2 separate regions of the Bombyx mori genome follow, and region 2 is linked to region 1. The links are chromatin contacts, called in public Hi-C maps. All regions are on one chromosome and are shown on one strand. Each heading gives the region's core, a stretch centred on a gene start, on an enhancer-like site or on the middle of the called end of the contact. The rest is flanking DNA. Distances are from core to core; before and after follow the strand shown. Region 1 overlaps LOC101746623 (protein transport protein Sec24C). Region 2 overlaps LOC101736001 (vinculin).

The links. Hi-C and Micro-C count contacts between places; a contact is called where the count stands out from the background.
Region 2: a Hi-C map of posterior silk gland shows a contact between it and region 1, with 2.7 times the contacts expected there. The contact joins two enhancer-like sites. A contact is called at or near these places in 3 of 7 Hi-C or Micro-C datasets (middle silk gland, posterior silk gland and whole pupa).

What each region holds. Positions count from the first base shown.
Region 1 is chr27:560,511-563,262 of ASM3026992v2, reverse strand. It overlaps LOC101746623 (protein transport protein Sec24C), which reads left to right. Exons shown (of 18, transcript XM_038020809.2): 17 at 1,170-1,363. Among protein-coding and RNA genes, the nearest start is that of LOC101746623, 18 kb to the left of the region's middle. Within about 2 kb of position 1,257, at least 2 of the 8 cell types and tissues checked have open chromatin away from gene starts, as enhancers often do.
Region 2 is chr27:661,183-664,229 of ASM3026992v2, reverse strand. It overlaps LOC101736001 (vinculin), which reads right to left. Exons shown (of 25, transcript XM_038020831.2): 17 at 2,959-3,047; 18 at 2,003-2,096; 19 at 1,288-1,477; 20 at 295-552. Among protein-coding and RNA genes, the nearest start is that of LOC101735325, 11 kb to the left of the region's middle. Within about 2 kb of position 1,274, at least 3 of the 8 cell types and tissues checked have open chromatin away from gene starts, as enhancers often do.

The DNA of each region.
Region 1 (2,752 bases), core at 8-2,507:
TTGTGTGCCCAGTCCAACCGCGCCTAATCATATTGATTGCTAGTTAAAATGGTTATCGATTTCATTATCCAATGCAGACAATGGTTACTTAGTTAAGTCAGTTAATGTTTTATTTAATAACCATAAGGATACTTAAAAAATAGTAAAATATTAAGGGATTTTATCATAATATTAAATATTGTGGATTTACAGATAATAATTTAAAAAAAATTAGCATTCTGCACTCCTTCTCTATATTCTCTATAAGTGTGGGAAATTTCATACTCCTCCGTCCGCGCAATTTTCGTAAAAAGGGATACAAAGTTTTTCCTTCACGTATTAATATATAGATACTCCTTTCGTTATCACATCCGATGTTCATGAGCTCAAATGACGTCACGTGGATGGAACTTTGAATAATCATATATTGGTCGTTCATTCGCTTATAGTACATTTATCTCTTTTATTGCCGTAAAATGGAATTGGGACCCTTTCCAAATCCAACACAAATTTTCAATGGTTTTTTTTAATGGTTCCGAAGGCTTAAATTTTTAGATACGATACGTTATTATACATAATTCATTACAAAATATACACAAAAACTGAGAAAACTAGCTTGACCCGATTCACCTTGGCGTATGGGGACAATAGGGCTAGCACTATTTTGTTGTTAGGTAGGTACCTAACTTTAAGTAATTAACTTTTTATTATCTTTAATGAGTTACAAAACTTTAATGACTAAATTAAACTATTTAATATTGTTAAACACTAAATAAAAGTAATTTTCAGTGCAACAAAGTTAAATCTGTAACAACCCAATAAAAGTATTGTGACATCCCAGATTTGTCCGTATTCCTCCCAATCTACTGTAACTGGTATTTTTTTTTTGTTTTTTTTTTATTGCTACGATGGGTGGACGAGCTCACAGTCCGCCTGTTGTTAAGTGGTTACTGGAGCCCATAGACATCTACGACGTAAATGCGCCACCCACCTTGCGATATAAGTTCTAAGGTCTCAAGTATAGTTACAACGGCTGCCCCGCCCATCAAACCGAAACGCATTACTGATTCACGGCAGAAATAGCTAGGGCGGTTGTACCTACCCGCGCGGACTCACAAGAGGTCCTACCACCAGTAATTGTTGCCCTGGTTATCGAGGGCTATATAGTGAGTAATGGTTCCCCGTGATAGAGAACGGCGTGCACATGTTGCTGTGGGTGGGGTCCCAGGCGCCCGCCGAGTTCGTGCGCGACGTGTTCGGCGTGAGCTCCCCTCAACAGATCGAGCCCACGGTCTACGAGCTGCCCGTCCTCGACACGCCCATCAGCCGTACCGTGCGCGCACAGATCGAGCACGCGCGCGACGCACGCCGCCTCTGCATGCGGGTGAGCACGGGGACGCCCCCCAACCCCCCTCCCCCTCCTGGACCTGCACCCTGGACCACAATCGTACTATATTGCAGTACAGACAAGCATATTCTCAAGATTAGATGTACCTTTTCTGAATAATTGCAGAGAGGTTCACAGAATTTGCTCGTAGTGCCGTATTTCAATCGTATGTAGTATATATGTTGTTGTAGTTTTCTTTTATAACTGTGTCCTTACTAATTAATTTTTAAGAAATCACTGTAACTGACATTTATATGGATCATTATCTATTGATTTATTTTTTAATTTTTTTATTTATTTGTTAGGCTCACAATACACATTACAAGCTAAAAATATACATAAAAAAAACACAAGTAAAAAGAAACAAAATCTGGCTTGCAACATAAGTTACGTGCGCACGACAAAACAAGACATAGTGCTGAATTAGTACAACAACGTTCCTTACAATTATACGACAGAACAACACGACCACTTAAAACTAATCTAACTTATAATGTAAGGAAATAATTTTATTCACAATATAAAATTAAACAATTACACTACTGAACTGGAGGATGCCCTTGATCATTTTTATAAACGTAACTAACCTAAAAGTAAAAATATCCAACTCAGGCACTGGACCACAATCATACTGTATTGCAGTACAAGCAGGTATGTGACCAGCTTGATTGGTCAAGTGAGTGGACTCCGTTGTCCATGGACATCAGCAATGTCAGTGATACAGTGGGTCTAGTGCTTCGGTTATTGCCACCCATGATCGAACACAGTGGAGGAACGTCACACGTGGTCGCGATCCTCAGCAGTGACGGAACGATATAGAAGAAGTGCTTCGAAGCCTCTGGCCCAGTGGTCTGGGAACTTTTTTAATTATTACCCCAAAATATTTTTGTGTAAGTTGATATTACCCCATGGCGAAGAACAGAAAAAAAACGAAATCGCTTCTTTTTAGTATTTTTCATATTATAGCCCCCATGATAATTTTGAAAAGTAAACAATAACTAAAAATTTAATTTAAACATAATTTGTTCAATTTATCAATGTAATACCTTGTAATACAAAACGCTAATAATAGTAATATATGTAATATACAGTTGAAGAAAAAAATCGCCCCCACATAAAATACAAGTAAATGATAATTTCTTGTTTTGAGTTTGAAATCACAACGATTCTAAAGAAGTTTCACTTCAATATATACTTTTTACTCACAAAAGTTTCATTTTTACCCCCCAAAATTGCATTTTACCCCATTTGGGGTAATTTATCCCGCTCCCCCGACCGCTGCTCTAGTCCGGCGCCCTCGAAGAGCTGACTGTAGGTAGGGGACAACGCGATAACTTTATCGATACTAGCGCCAAGTTATGATCTTAGGAGATATCGACGATATTA
Region 2 (3,047 bases), core at 25-2,524, 100 kb before region 1:
TACAAACTTGAGTTAACTTTAACGCTATGGAGAATGTTAAAACACTCGCACTAAGCACACTGTACCGGCGTGTCGATGGAGCTACTCGCGTAGTGCTGTCCTGCAGTGCACGCATGATACTCTCGTCGTATTGGTACATTTGCAGCCACCGTGACCACTTGATAACATGAAGCATCAGCGCGAGACAGAACCAGAACCAGAGTCCGGTTAAATGTCTATTAAGGACCGTTGAGAATTCGACGACTTGGTAGCCCTTAATGCACCTAGTATTACAAATGAATATATAATAGTGACCAGTATAGGTTGGCTGGGATGCGGTTGTCTCCTGAAGATGTCCTCCCCCTCGTCGTCAGTGTCAGCGGGGGGCGGGGGGCGCGGCGGGGCGGCGGCTGAGGGCGGCGGGGGGCGCGGCGGCGCCGACACCTCCAGGCGTGACGTCAGCCTGCTAAGATTGTCCTCCACTGGCGCGGGGACCGGGGGCGGGGGCGGCGGGGGCGGGGGAGCGTAGTGCTGCCCCAGTGCCGATTCCATTTCGCTCGCTGCTTTAATTATCTGTGGCAATATTTGTTTATAGTTGAGGACAGGACTTTTTGGCGGGAACGCGAGGAGTGAAGTTGTGTGATTTGTTTTATTTTGTCTATTTAGTGTTTCTTCAGGTTTAAATGTGTAATAATGGTGGTTTATTAACTGTTTAATATCTGTGAAAGTGCACAAATGTGGGAGAATGAAACAAAGCTGCTGGACGTAACTTCTCGGGTTCCTCCAAAAAGTCCACTGAAAAAATCTCAGTAAATGACCACCATTTTACTGCGATTATATTTCATCCCATATCATCTCATTTCATTAAATTTCATCCCAGTTGATTAATGTCTCAAATTAATCATCTTCATTTCATTTCACTCCATATTATCATTTTTCATAAAATTAAGAAAATAAAATAAAATAAGACATGACTTAAAGGTCTTAGTTACCAGGTCATAAAATCTCTTAAAAAAAAAAAATTAGTTGAGGACATGGCATAATAATATGACAAGTGCCAGGTCATATCCGAACCAGGCGACGGGACAAGGCAAAGCCGCCGTCGCCTGAAATATGTCTTGTCGGATCCCCCGGGTTCACTCTCAGTGCTTTTAGGACCTTCAAGCACCGGTCATCGTCCACGAGCAAACTATCCCACTGCATTTCTCGGCGGATCTACTTAGTAAGGTAGGGTAGGGCTGTCAGGTATTCTGGGCGGATCTAGTTAGTAAGGTAGGGTAGGGCTGCCAAGTAGACAGGTGTGCATGCCTCTGCGTTGGCGGCCCTCCAGTGCGGCAGCTGCGCGCGGTCTGCCTGCGCCACGCCCTTGGCCCTGCGCACGGCGGCGGGGATGGCGGCCTGCAGGCGGCGGTGGGCGGCGTCCAGCGCGCGGGCGAACTCGCCGTCCTCCGTGTTGTCGCGCTCCGACCCGCCCACCAGCAGCACGCGGTTGGCCAGCCTGCGCACATGCCGAGTCGATGGAGAACAACTCTGTTACCTTTTTTTTTGTTATCCTACCCAAGTTGATGGTCCAGAGAGACCATATCAGCGTCACCGAACTAGTAAGTGAACTCACGGGGCTCAGACCTGACGTTGTTGTTAACACTGGCCCTAGCAAGATCCGTACTTCGCGGAACTGGTGGTAGAACCTCTTGTGAATAACTGGTGGTAGAACCTCTTGTGAGTCCGCACGGGTAGGTACCACCACCCTGCCTATTTCTGCCGTGAAGCAGTAATGCGTTTCGGTTTGAAGGGTGGGGCAGCCGTTGTAACTATACGTGAGACCTTAGAACTTATATCTCAAGGTGGGTGGCGCGTTTACGTTGTAGATATCTATGGGCTTCTGTAACCATTTAACACCAGGTGGGCTGTGAGCTCGTCCACCCATCTAAAAAGAAAAAAAAACTTTAGCATATGCCAAACAGCTGCAGTATAACCCGTACAAAAGCGTTTATATATATATGGATAATGAACGATGACCGACCTGGCTATAGCCGAAGTGTTATCCACCATCTTCTGCGAGTCGTTGTTGCGGATGGCGTCCTCGCACAGGTACGTGTGCTTCTGCATCAGCTCGCCTGCCAAACACATATGTGACATACAGACCCTGGCTTCCTCATCATGAAGGACTTCATACAGATTTTATTATATCGACAGATGAAAGGCTATTGGGTTTAAGCGAGATTTTTGCAATTTTACATAAGAGCCATTTGTAGGGTGCGGTGTGAATTTGTTATTTAAAGATTATGTTGCTTAAAAATGTTTATTGTTAAAATATTAAGTAATTCAAAGAAATGTTAATTATAATGTTATGAATGCCCCCGGGTGACGCGGCTGTTGATGTGGAAATAAAGTTAACGCGTCACGCGAATTATGCTGACAAAAAAGTGATATATTACCGAACACCATTTAAAGTTTAAAATTTTGGAAAAAATATCAAAAACAGAACAACTTCTTCAGATGTTTGAATGGAGTAAACTTAATTGGAGTTTAAATAAAAACATCGAACTGTTGATGATGGTAATACCAAACAAAACGCAACTTTAATTGTAAAGATAAGTGTTGCCTATTAAAAGAAATGTCGCTAAAACTAAATATTCTATCACCCCTCGATATGAATAATTTCATGATTTAATATAGTAAATGGAGTTTATTATGTTTAATATCCTTTGCAATAAATTTATAAAAATACAGAGGTAATGTAATGGAAATTAAATTTCATTCTTCTTCATTTTTTTAATATGGCAATCCGCTTCTTGCGACTTAATGTTGCCAGTGTCGAATATATAAAAAGCTTCAATAAGTTTAATCTGTTAAATGGAAAGAAGAAGATGAATTAAAGTGTTTTTTTTTTTAATTTCAATCTATTGGATTAAAAACATATGTTTGTTGTGAAAAGTATGGTGACCCACTCATTGACCACAAGCCACAGAGACGTACCGGCTGTCCTGACGAAGTCCAGGGGGTCGACGGCCTGGTCGCACAGATCCCGCACCCGCAGCACCGCCTCCGAGTACTGCCCCTTCAGG